2 separate regions of the Athene noctua genome follow, and region 1 is linked to region 2. The links are chromatin contacts, called in public Hi-C maps. All regions are on one chromosome and are shown on one strand. Each heading gives the region's core, a stretch centred on a gene start, on an enhancer-like site or on the middle of the called end of the contact. The rest is flanking DNA. Distances are from core to core; before and after follow the strand shown. Region 1 holds the start of HOXD13 (homeobox D13). Region 2 holds the start of ATP5MC3 (ATP synthase membrane subunit c locus 3).

Region 1 (5,863 bases), core at 307-2,806, 370 kb after region 2:
TATGAAAGATTAATAACAATTAAGTGGTTAGAGCTAATGAACGTGAACTCGTGCTTGCCATCCGGTTGTTGCTGTGATTACTGGCACCCGTTTGTCATTCCTCATCCCGCTTCCAGAAACGGCCCGGCATTATTAGAGCGGCTACGCGGCAGGGCTGCGGGACGGGCGGCTGCTGCGCGACCTGCAGCGCTCCCGCTCGGCTCCTCCGCGCCCGCGGCGGGGCAGCAGCCCGGGGTCCCCGTCACCGCCCTCCCGGGCTGCTCAGCAAGGGCACCCCCAGCCCCGAAAGCGTGTCAGCACTGACTTTCACCTCCACGGCGGCTGCCTCTCTTCTCTCCTGCGCCTGAGCCTCCGCTGGGGCAGTAAACACGGCCCCAGCTATAAGCTTCTCAGCCGGCGCGGAGTTTCCCTGCCCTTCCCCGTGGAGCTGCCGCCTTTCCCAGCAACTTGTTGCCCTCCGCGCCCGAGAGAGGGTTAAGTGTCTGCAATACACAACCGCGGAGCCAGCCCAGAGGGGCAGGGGCTGGGACTGGGGTTGGGACTCATCTTCAGAGCTTTCTTCATTTCCAGCTCTTCGCGCTCCTGGAATTTCCATCCCGGCTCAGCGGGAGAGTCGAGAGAGACGACAGAAGGATTTGCCACAGTCTTGGGAAGTCACCCTCAGAACAGCCGTCAGCATAAGCAAACGCTGTGTTTTAACTAGGCTGCTTTACCACGACATGAACTGACACTGCAAGGGGAAAAAAGCCACATCTAATGAGTGCCAGGTTTAGCATCTTGCGCTGCGCGCAGAGCCCGGTGCCTTTTCCTGACTGGTAGCAATATCTGGGGGGCTAGAGGGGGGAGGTCTCCCAGAGACCGAGAGCTCAGTGGAGCCAGGGGATCCCTTCTTCCCTATAACAAAGCCCTTCTAGTCCATACCTCGCAGGGAAGGAGGGAGGTTGGGAGGATGGGATACAAAGACCGTGTCGGCTTTTTTCCCCCTGCCGCAGACACAACAATGAGCTGGGGAAGGTCTCGCCGGGGATCCGGTCAGACCCCTGCCCGCGGCTTCAAAAAGGGCCCCCGCCCGCGGCTTCAAAAGGGCCAGCGGAGGAGCTGGCCCTTTTGAAGCCGCGGGCAGGGGGAAGGGGGGGGATGAAAGCGACGGGGGCGAGGCTGGCCCGGAGGGGCATCACCGCCGCCCGCCCGCCCAACCCACCTCTCCTCAGCGCCGGGGCCGCGGCGGGGCGGGAGCGCGGCGGCGGGGCGGGGGTGGGAAGGCGGGGGGGGGGGGGGGGGGGGGGGGGGGGGGGCGCCGTCGGTGCGGACCGGGGGGCTGCGCGGCGAAAGGGGCAGTGCGGGCAGCGGGAGGGTCACATGTTTCGACGGCAGCCTATGAGCAGCCCCCCGGGCTGAGGCAAACTAATCTGCAGCCGGCCGCCCCCACCCCCGTCCCCCCTCCCAACCTGGACTTCGTTTTTATAAACGTACCGCCAGGATCCAACCTGTTGGAGGCAAATAACCATTTGCATCATGCCCGGCCGGGGACCGAGCCGCCGCCGCCGCCGCCCGCGATGTGCAAGGCCATGAGCAAAGCAGCGAGCTGGGAGATGGACGGACTGCGCGGCGACAGCAGCGGCGGCGGCGGCGGCGGCGGCGGAGGCGGCGGCGGCGGCGGAGCCCCCGGGCAGTGCCGTAATTTTCTCTCCTCGCCCGTTTTCGGGGCGGCGCACACGGGCCGAGCGGCCGCCGCCGCCGCTGCCGCCGCCGCCGCCTCGGGGTTCGCGTACGCCGGCGGAGGGGAGCGTTCGGGGGCGGCGGCGAGGCCCGACCCCCCGGCCAAGGACTGCCCGGGCTCCGCCGCGCCGGCCGCCGCCCCCGCGCTCGGCTATGGGTATCACTTTGGCAATGGATACTATAGCTGCAGGATGTCCCACGGGGTTGGGATCCAGCAAAACGCCCTGAAGTCTCCCCCCCATGCCTCCATTGGCGGCTTTCCCGTGGAAAAGTACATGGACGTCTCCAGTCTGACCAGCACGAGTGTCCCCGCCAATGAAGTCTCCTCCAGGGCGAAGGAAGTGTCCTTCTACCAGGGCTATACAACCCCCTACCAGCACGTTCCTGGGTACATAGACATGGTCTCAACGTTTGGCTCTGGGGAACCGAGACACGAAACATACATATCAATGGAGGGCTATCAGTCTTGGACTCTGGCTAATGGCTGGAATAGTCAGGTTTACTGTGCCAAAGATCAGACACAGAGCTCACACTTTTGGAAATCGTCCTTTCCAGGTACGAGAGGGAGAGAAATGGTCTGAGCTGAACCCCCCCGCGCCTCCTCCGCCTGCCCGTCCCCTCCCCCGCCCCCCGGGCTGCAGGGGCGGCCTGCCGGGGTGGACACGCTGCACAGACACGCACAGAGCGGAGAGAGAGGGGAGGACGGTGGATTTTCCTTTTTCCTTCCCCCCCCCACCCCCACCCCCCACCTACCCCCGAGGAAACCTCACCCTCTGCTTTCCACCCCGCGGGACAGAGCCCGGCGCCCCCCCCCCCCCCCAGCGCCAGGGCCCCGGCCCCGCGGGCACCGGCCCGGCCCGGGGCTCCTTCCCCCGCTGCTTCCCTCGGCGCTCGGGGTCGGACTCGCGTTCGCAGTTTGCAGGACGACGGCGCGGAGGTTTGCGCTCCTCTGCCGCTCCGGTCGGCGGCTGAGCCGCCCCCAGAGCACTTAAGAGACTGCGAGTAGTGAGGGCACAGAGGCGCAAACCACATGCAAACAAACCCGGGGAAACACACACCAAAGCGATTCCTGTGTGTGCGCTGCCAGGACCGACCTGCTCCCGGCTCCCCAGCCAATGCCCCCGCCGCCCTGCCTGCTCGCTAGCCATGCATGCCTCAAAAGTGATGACAGTCCATCAAGGTTTTGGTGCTTTACTAACTGCAAATAATGTGGCAGTGTAAATAATAATAAACTGTAAACAACCCGGCATTATTTATTTGCCCGTGAAAAAACAGTGCCCAACAAGTATCGGTTAAGCTTTAAACGCCTGTAATAAAATTCTAATTTTTCACATAATGTCTTTTACAATAGGGGACGTTGCACTAAACCAGCCCGATATGTGTGTCTACCGGCGTGGGAGAAAGAAGCGAGTGCCGTACACAAAACTGCAGCTTAAAGAACTCGAGAATGAATATGCCATTAACAAGTTCATTAACAAGGACAAGAGGCGAAGGATATCCGCAGCCACAAACCTGTCTGAGAGACAAGTTACCATTTGGTTTCAGAACAGGAGGGTGAAGGATAAGAAAATAGTCTCCAAACTGAAAGACAATGTATCTTGATCTATTAGTTGCGGACAGTGATGGATATATAAACTCAATTTACGACCAGCTAAAGACTTTTGGAAAGACTTGAAAATATATTTAATTTTTTTTTTTCTCCTTCCAGCGGTGGCGAAATTTCGGGAATTGTTTTCCATAAAAGTCAGCGTTTTTCTCTCAGTGGAAGGGAGTGCTGACAAATCTTGAATTATAGTTCTGTTTCTTCCTTTTGAAAATAATAATAATATTAATATTAATTATATTTTCTGTTCTTCCCTCTAGGCCAGTATAAACGAATTTAAATATGTTGAACGGTTACAGTTATAACTTTCTTAAATGATTAACTCTTTGGGGGGTTTTCTGTAATTTTTTTTTCTCTGAACAACAGCCAGTGCCAAAAAGTGTCAGTTTTGATTTGGTATCGTAAACTTCAAAACATGCCGAGTGAAAAAAAAAAAAAAAAAATCGATCGGAAAATGTAAGAAAGCCAGAGTCCGGACCCGTGGCAGCACCCGGCTGCTGCCAAAACCCGCCGAGCCCACCGGGACCCGGAGAGAATTGCGAATTGCGTGGAGGGTAACGTCTGCAGCTGGATTTTTAATTGCTTTTTCGAGGGAGGGCGAATCTCTCCGAGCTGTTGCGGGGCGCAAAGCACAGTCCCAGGCACGTACCACCGCGGTCCCCACTTCCGCAGGTTTGGGATTGGTTTTCTGTTTGGGGTTTTTTGGGGTGGTTTTTTTTTGTTGTTGTTGTTGGTTTTTTGTTGGGTTTGGGTTTTTTGGGGGTTTTTTTTTGATTTTTTTTGCCACGGTTTCGTTTTCAGTGGAAGGATTTCATATTCCCCGGTTGAAAAGGAGCCGCCGGTTCCCGGGAAGGGCCGCTTCGGGCCCGGGCGGGGGCTGCGCGGCCGGGCGCTCCGCGGGAGCGCAGCTCGGGCACCTCGGGGAAGCGCTTTCGGCAGGAGTGCTGGGCCGGCTCGTCCTGCAGCCCGGGGAGAGGCTGCCCCTGCAGAGGTGTGTATAAACCTGCACAGACCTTGTGTAAAATGCTCGCTCTAACCTGTCTGTCCGGACAAGCACAAGACTCTTCTCCTTCCTCCCGCTACGGCGCATAAAAAAACCCTCCTGGTCGGAGAAATGAAGTTCACCGCTAACTTTTAATTTACAAAAAATAAACGGGTGTTAATGACAGAAGCAATAAATAAGGAATTTCAAAAGACGCCATAATTTATATAGGCCGAAAGGCTAGGATTTTGTCGATTTTTTTATTATTTTAAACCTAGTGTGCATGTTATGATATACACAGGGTGATCAGACACGCTAGTCAACTACTAGGAGAGAGAAGCGATATCCTCTCTGTTAATGTGCCTCGTCTAATTGTTAAAACGTGTGTGTTCCGAACTAGTATTATTTATTATAATATACTATTGCTCTAAACACTTTGATTACCAGTGTATGTGGGTAAGACATACGGTAATACTATTTCTCCATAAACCATATCTTTTCCTTTTCTTGTCTTAAAGTCTGCTTTTACCTTGTGTTGGAAATATGGGCTGAACTTCCAAGCTGTTAACGATATTGCCAAACTGTTCCCGAACCGTCTTTAATAAAACGATTTCTTTTCGATATATATACATATAAAGAGAGAAAGAAAGTCGCCTTCTTTTTGCAGTAGAGCGTTTCGCGGGCTCCAGGCTTGCCTGGGATCTTCCTAGGGCCACTTAGAGGACGCGGTTCTTGGGAAAGGAGAGGTAGATACGATACGAGGCGCGTTAAAGAAGGGAAAGGCGTATCCGAGAGCGCCTTGCAGCTGGGAAAGGGGTTTTGGGGAGAGAGAAATGCTGCCGGCGAGAATTACCCGGGGTGGGAGGCAGGGCAGGCTCTGTCCTTTTCCCTCTCGCCGGGAGCCCGGCTCTGCTTGACCGGTGCCCGGCGGCCGAGGCCGGCTCAGCGCCCGTTTGTTTTCCCCTCTCAGGCCGGCCCGGCACTTGCCGGTGCCCCGGCGGGTGTCCGCGGCGGAGGGGGAGGCCGGCCCGGGTCGGCACCCCTCCGTTCGCTCCGCAACCGGCAGGCTCCAGCGGGGGGTTATCTTCCGCCCCCTCCGACCTCTTCCTTCCCCTTTCTCTTCCGCTTGCACGTTAATGGCTTTTTGAGGCGTTTATTTTCCCCGAACGGACGAAAAAAACCCCAACATTTCGGAGCACTTGAGATTTTATCGCAAAGTGCATTTTTATTTGATTCTTGGAAAAGAGGAGGCTTGTGGGGCACCTCATTTAAGTATCTGGAACAGCCCTCTCTGCTGATGCAGCCTTGTTTTCTCTGAATGTTTTAAATTCTTCTCCCCCCCATTCCCCCCATTCCCCCCCCCCTCCCCCGTCCCGGCACCACCCCCCCAACCACACATACTTCGGTCCTATTAATTCTGGACAAGTTTATCCTCCCAGCGAGCCTCCCCGCAGAGGGAAGGCCGGGCACTGCCAGAGCCGTTGTTTCCCGGCCGCGGAGCCGTCGCGGGCTCTTCCCTTCCTCCTTCCAGGCTTAACCTTTGGCTCTGCCGGGCTCCG
Region 2 (5,668 bases), core at 1,852-4,351:
AATTTTTAGCAGGGACATCACTGAAGACTGGCAACTAAGATTTCATTCAGGTTATGCAGATTGTACACAGCTTCTCCAAATGAGCACACATTTTGTGACTACATTCATATAGGCTTTTGAATTTGAGTTCTCTACATTCTCCTATGCGTGAATCAGCACTATGCTTTATAAATTTATTCCACCTCTGTAACATCAGAACTACATTCCAATGAAATCTGTGTGTAACATTTTAAGTAGCTCTCAAATACTGGAACTGAAACCACCTAGAGTGAAAAAAAGAAACACACAGCAGTTTTCTGCAAAAACGCAAGGAATTAACACTCCATGAAGAGTGTGGGAGAAAAAAACCCCTTCAACATAAGGCTATGAAATCATGTTCTATAACCTCTGATAGACATGTTCACACCAAATTCAAAAAAAAGGAGACATTAGTTTTGTATTGAAAACATTTATGCTTCTTCAAGTGGAAAGTGAAGTTCCTTGTCTTCAGTAGAGCTTAAAAAAAATCATTTCGAAACAAGACTTCATTAAGTCTTAACTGGTTAAAAGAGTAATGAAGAACGTGAAACCTTCATTAAAGCTTTTTTATGCCTATATCAGTTCTCCTATCATATCATGTGAACTATTCATTATAAACTTATCCAGAAGTTCAGCCCTACTAAAAATCCCCACCCTCAACCCCTTCAGATTTCTGGAATGATTACTCACTCGATAAATTACATATTCTGAGATGAGTTAGAAAACTGAATTAAGTATCCATTTCTAAATAACACTCCTGACCACAAAATCCAAAGTATACAGACTCAAGCTTATTACCAGTTTTCATAGTTTCTTTTTACGACTTCTCCCTTCACGTGGGAAAAGATCCGGCTAGATTTTTAATTCAGTTCTGGAACTGAATGCTGAAACATTGGACTTCAGTGACCAAACCACTAAGTCTAATCCCCTTATTTCTTTCACATCTCTTCTACAGGCAGAGTGGACAAAATTCTGACTTTAACAACAGAGCCATCCTGATAAATATACAGTTTCATGTAATTCTGTTTAGCCATGTTTACCAATAATAGTAATTCTTATCAGAACTTATTACAGTGCCATCACCCTTACTACAACTTAGCTTATCTGGGGGTGCTGTCTCAAGATGTATCTGCATGCAATTAAAGAGTTTTGTAAGAGAGAGAGATTGATTACCTGGCATAACCAATGATTAGACTACCGAAGACTGTTCCAATTCCAGCACCAGAACCAGCCACACCTACTGTGGCAGCACCAGCACCAATAAATTTGGCAGCAGTGTCAATGTCCCTGCTGATAGCACTAGTCTGGAATTCTCTAAGTGCTAGTCGGGAGACAGTATTTTGGGCCCCGTTAAGTGTTGAGTTGCCCTAAGAAAACAAAATATGAAAAAGCATTATATTCAGTCAGAAACCATTTTCTATGACCACTTTGATAGTGTTATTCTGCACTTCTAAAAGCTGTATTAGATCCAATGTCTAGTTCCTCTTCCAAGTGATGAAACTTTAACCAAGAGTTAAAAACTTCAGAACAGTACCTGTTCCACCTGAAAGCAATCAAATTTAAATGTGAAAGACTTTTCAGGGGAAACAGCAAAAAAGCAACACATATTATTAGGTGTTTGACTTAAAGCAAGTGTCACACTACAGGTATTTGAGTTAGTACAAGTGAACTCTAGGTTGAGGACATTTAGGCTCACCAGGTAATTTAGGAAGATACAGAATTTTGTTTATAAGGTACCTCTCCATTCTTGACCTCTGGCCTAGACAACACAGATGCCGAAATTGGTCTGTACAAGACTCTTGATCCAGCACGGATCTGCAAGAGGAGGAAAAAAGCTATAAAAAAAGAAACATTTGATCACAGCTGTTCCCATACAATAGAACATAAGATTTAAGGCTATTATCTACTAAGCCATTTGTCTTACTTGAAAGACAGTAATCTTTGCATAGCTGGATATACAATAAACAATACAGAAGCAAACACTACCATGCAATTTGATAGCATCATTTTCACGAGCTATTATTGCAAATAGCTACATTATTCAATGAACCTGCACATGCATTACACTGGCAGAAAATGCATCAAAACAGTGACAAAAAAGCCAGACAGACCAGCAGTCAGTGACATACATTTTCAAATGAAAAAACAGAAGCCTTCAAAATTAATTCCGAAGCTGTTAAATGCACACACATAACCTAGACTTCTAAACCTAGCGAGACACAAATGAATGAATTCTCTTTCACAAGCGGCCTGCATGTGTCCTTGGGCTTCCAGCAGTCTAAGGTCATATCGGCTCTTGCACAAAACTTGCTGCAGGGGAAGCCTGTGCCTGCACCATACAAAACAAGACCTTCTGCAGGCTGGAGAGGACATTTTCGAGCAACACAGCCCCTTGTTTCTGCAAGGGCAAAAGATCCCGGCCCTACAGAGGACAAGCAACAGGCTGGAGTTTGACCTACAGCAAGGCGCAGAGCGCACCAGGCCCAAGAGCTTCTCACTGCGCTGCCCTCCCCCTTCACCGCTCGCGTGGGAAGGCCCCTCACCTTGGCAAAGGGCCCTGGCCCACGCCAAGCAGGCGGGAAGGAGAACCCGGCCCCGACGCAGCTCGCTCCCCCTCCTCGTCCCTTCGCACTCGAGCGGGCGGGCAGCCCCCGGCCAAGGCTCGTTCGAGGAGCCTGCCGGGGGACTCAGAGGCCCGTCCGACCCCCGGGCGCCCCCCGACCGCCGCCGCCCGAGACGCGGCCGGCGAGGAGGCCCAGGCGCCCCCCGCGGGCCCGGGCGCCCCCACTCACCAGGGAGGGCGAGGTGGCGAGCTTGGCGCAAGCGAACATCTTCGCGGGCGGCGTCCCAGGGGCCACAATCCGGTGTCTCTGCGGAAAGAGGAAGAGAGTGAGGGGCCCGCGGCGGCGGGCAGGGGCGGCGATGAGGGCGGATGGCGCGGCGCCCCCACTCACCCGCTCCGGCTGCCGCACCTCAGAGCCGTCGGGCCGGGGCGTCTCTGCGCAGGCGCGGCGGGGCCGCCCGCAGGCGCCCGGATGCCGCGCGGCGGAAGGGGGCGGTGCGCGGCGCCAAGGTCACTTTGTACCCACCCTATTGGCGGCGGCGGGGGGCGCGCGCGCATCGCCCCGCCCCGCCCCGCGGCGCCGCCGCAGTGGCGCTGCCCGCGCCGGGCCGAGGCCGGGGGGGCGGGGCGAGCGCCGCGGGCGGCGGCGGGTCCGCGGCGCGGCCGGAGCGCGGCAGTCGGGGCCGCGAGGCAGAAGTGCGCAGCACGTCAGGGGCCCGGCCCGGCGGCCCTGCTGCCGCTGAAACCCCGCGCTTGGGGGCGGCGCGGACCGGCACCCTGAGACCCTGCGGAAGGGGCGTGGGGCGGACGGGGTCGCTTCGCCCCGGCGGCGCGGAGAGGGCTCGTTACGGGGCGGGCTCTGAAGAGCTGCGGCCCGTTCCGCTGAGGGAGGGGGCGTGGCGCCGCCGCCGCGGGGAAGGCCAAGAGGAAACCGAGGCCCCGCGGCCGGGAACGCCCGTGCCCGGCGGGAGCTGCTGCCGCTGTCCGGGGCGGGGCGGTCACTAAGTGCAGAAACGTGCCCGGAACTCCTCGGGCCCCGCGGGGCGAGGTTCACTCACAGAAAAAGGAGGCGCGTCCGGAAGTGTTCCAGAGGCCCCTACTGTGTAATCAGAGTCACTTTCTCATGATGGGCAGGTTCACACCCAAGTAACGAAAAAATCCTTTTTAGTCAAGCTTAATTGGGACAATTTCATCACTGAGCTGAGCATGTGTTCCCGAGATTCCTGCTTTAATCACTTGTTCTTTGATGTTCTTCGCTTGATAGTTATTTTAATGGTCATTTAAATTAGATTATTATTTTTAAATTAAATGTAATAATTTAAATAATAATTTAAAATAAATATTATTAAATAGGATTGTTATTTTAATGGTCATTTACCACTGTAAGTGGTATTAGTGCCAACTAGGAAAAAATGCAGAAAAATTAACACTTCAGGTAAAACACTGGGTAACATTTAAGTTGCACAATTTTTGATACAATCTGTGCCATAAAAATAGATTTAAATTCTAAAATAGTCGATGTCCTACAAACTGTCTCAGAAGGGGTGAGTAAGAGGGTAAGGGCATTGGGTTTAGGGACAGGAATACAGCACAGTCTCTTGGGAGTTAGCTGCTGGCTTCCTCAAACTTACACGACTATTGATGTTGCTGTCACTGATTAAACCACAGGTGCCATACAGCTGAGACCTACTTCTTATCAGCAACTTGAACACCCACCAGCAAACGTGATCAATAGGCACTTTGCACAGATGCATACTAATGTTAAGGATAATGTTGCTTTTTTTTAAATGACACTACAAGGCAGTGTCTTATGATCCTTAGGTACAGTGGAGTTGTACTCAGCTGTAGGTCCTAAGCTGAGAGGCAACGGTACAGTTTGAATTTCCCAGCTTTCTGCTCCCTGCCTCAAACCCAACAGCAAGTTTGGTTTGGTTCTGGTGTGCAGCCAGAAACAGGGACTCTATAAAGACCAGCAAAAGAGGTTATAAGTTTCCTGCTTTTTTCTTTCTTTTCACATCTTACACCCATTGTTTGGGAACTGAGGTGAACGGGCAGACCTGCAGTGCCTGTTGACTGGTTCTTCGTAGACAAACACTAAGACCCTTTAATGGTTAGGCAGAACTTTTAACTTTAAAAAAATTTTCAATACATGCTATTGTGGTAACAAATATTTCCAGCACCATGAATAAAACCGTACAGCAAATGTAGATGCTGTACTGGTGGAATGACTTAAATGTAACTTGCGCACTATTTATGAAGTAGTGTGCTTCCCTTAGGAAGTGTGGCAGCAAGCAGGCTGTTTGCAATGAAGAAATTCGCTTGTTCCTAGAAGGAAGCAACAGCAGTTAGTTGGGAATCTACTGGTGTGGACCTCCAGCCATAAAATGGATCTTCCCACAGCTCTCCTGAATGCAGAAGAAAGTGGACATTACACACCTGTATACACACAGTGTGAAGTCACATGGATTCAGAAGAGTGTTAAAAGGAAACCCTCTTCTTTCATGAAAGTGCCCTCTTCTGTCATGATTCCCACCTGGAATGTTTTGCAAATAATGCATTCACAAGCTGTTTGATCTGAACGTCAAAACCACCATTAAACCATTGTTTATTGTTGCTTTTAAGGCATAACAGCTGATACTGTATCTTACGTGCAACTCAGCTGTTGCTTTCAGGAAGAGTTAGAAGAGCAGTTACTGATCTCTGGGGACCGTGTTCAGTTTAATTCAAGCAGATCTTCTGTTAATCTCATGCTGTTTCCTATCTGGTTGACCTGCTGCTAGGTCCCCAAGGAAGTGCATTGGTGCACTGAAGAACAGTGGAATTTGTAACTGCTCACCACATTTCTGAAAGCTTATTCTACTTGGAATTTTATCTTAAACTCTCAAAACCTCTTAGAACAGATGCCCAGTTTTCCAACTGTCTCTCCCAGGCAGGGCCAGTTATGCATGTGGGCGGTATCCAAGGCTGCCAGAGGAGGTTTCCTCCCCATTTTGCCTCTGGCAAAGAAGATACAGTGCAGCAGTTTGAGCAGTATGTGGTGCCTGAAAAGCCGGTCCACTGCTCTCCCACAGCTCCCTGCTGCTGAGC

Evidence for each region. Hi-C and Micro-C count contacts between places; a contact is called where the count stands out from the background.
Region 1: a Hi-C map of heart shows a contact between it and region 2, with 5 times the contacts expected there. The contact joins the promoter of HOXD13 here to the promoter of ATP5MC3 in region 2. A contact is called at or near these places in 2 of 2 Hi-C or Micro-C datasets (heart and liver).

The regions. Positions count from the first base shown.
Region 1 is chr7:25,131,054-25,136,916 of bAthNoc1.hap1.1, forward strand. It overlaps HOXD13 (homeobox D13), which reads left to right and starts at 1,557. Exons shown (of 2, transcript XM_074910983.1): 1 at 1,557-2,274; 2 at 3,071-3,321. The coding sequence starts at 1,557. The coding sequence ends at 3,321.
Region 2 is chr7:24,757,646-24,763,313 of bAthNoc1.hap1.1, forward strand. It overlaps ATP5MC3 (ATP synthase membrane subunit c locus 3), which reads right to left and starts at 3,102. Exons shown (of 5, transcript XM_074911319.1): 1 at 2,973-3,102; 2 at 2,811-2,888; 3 at 1,756-1,833; 4 at 1,192-1,385. The coding sequence starts at 2,849.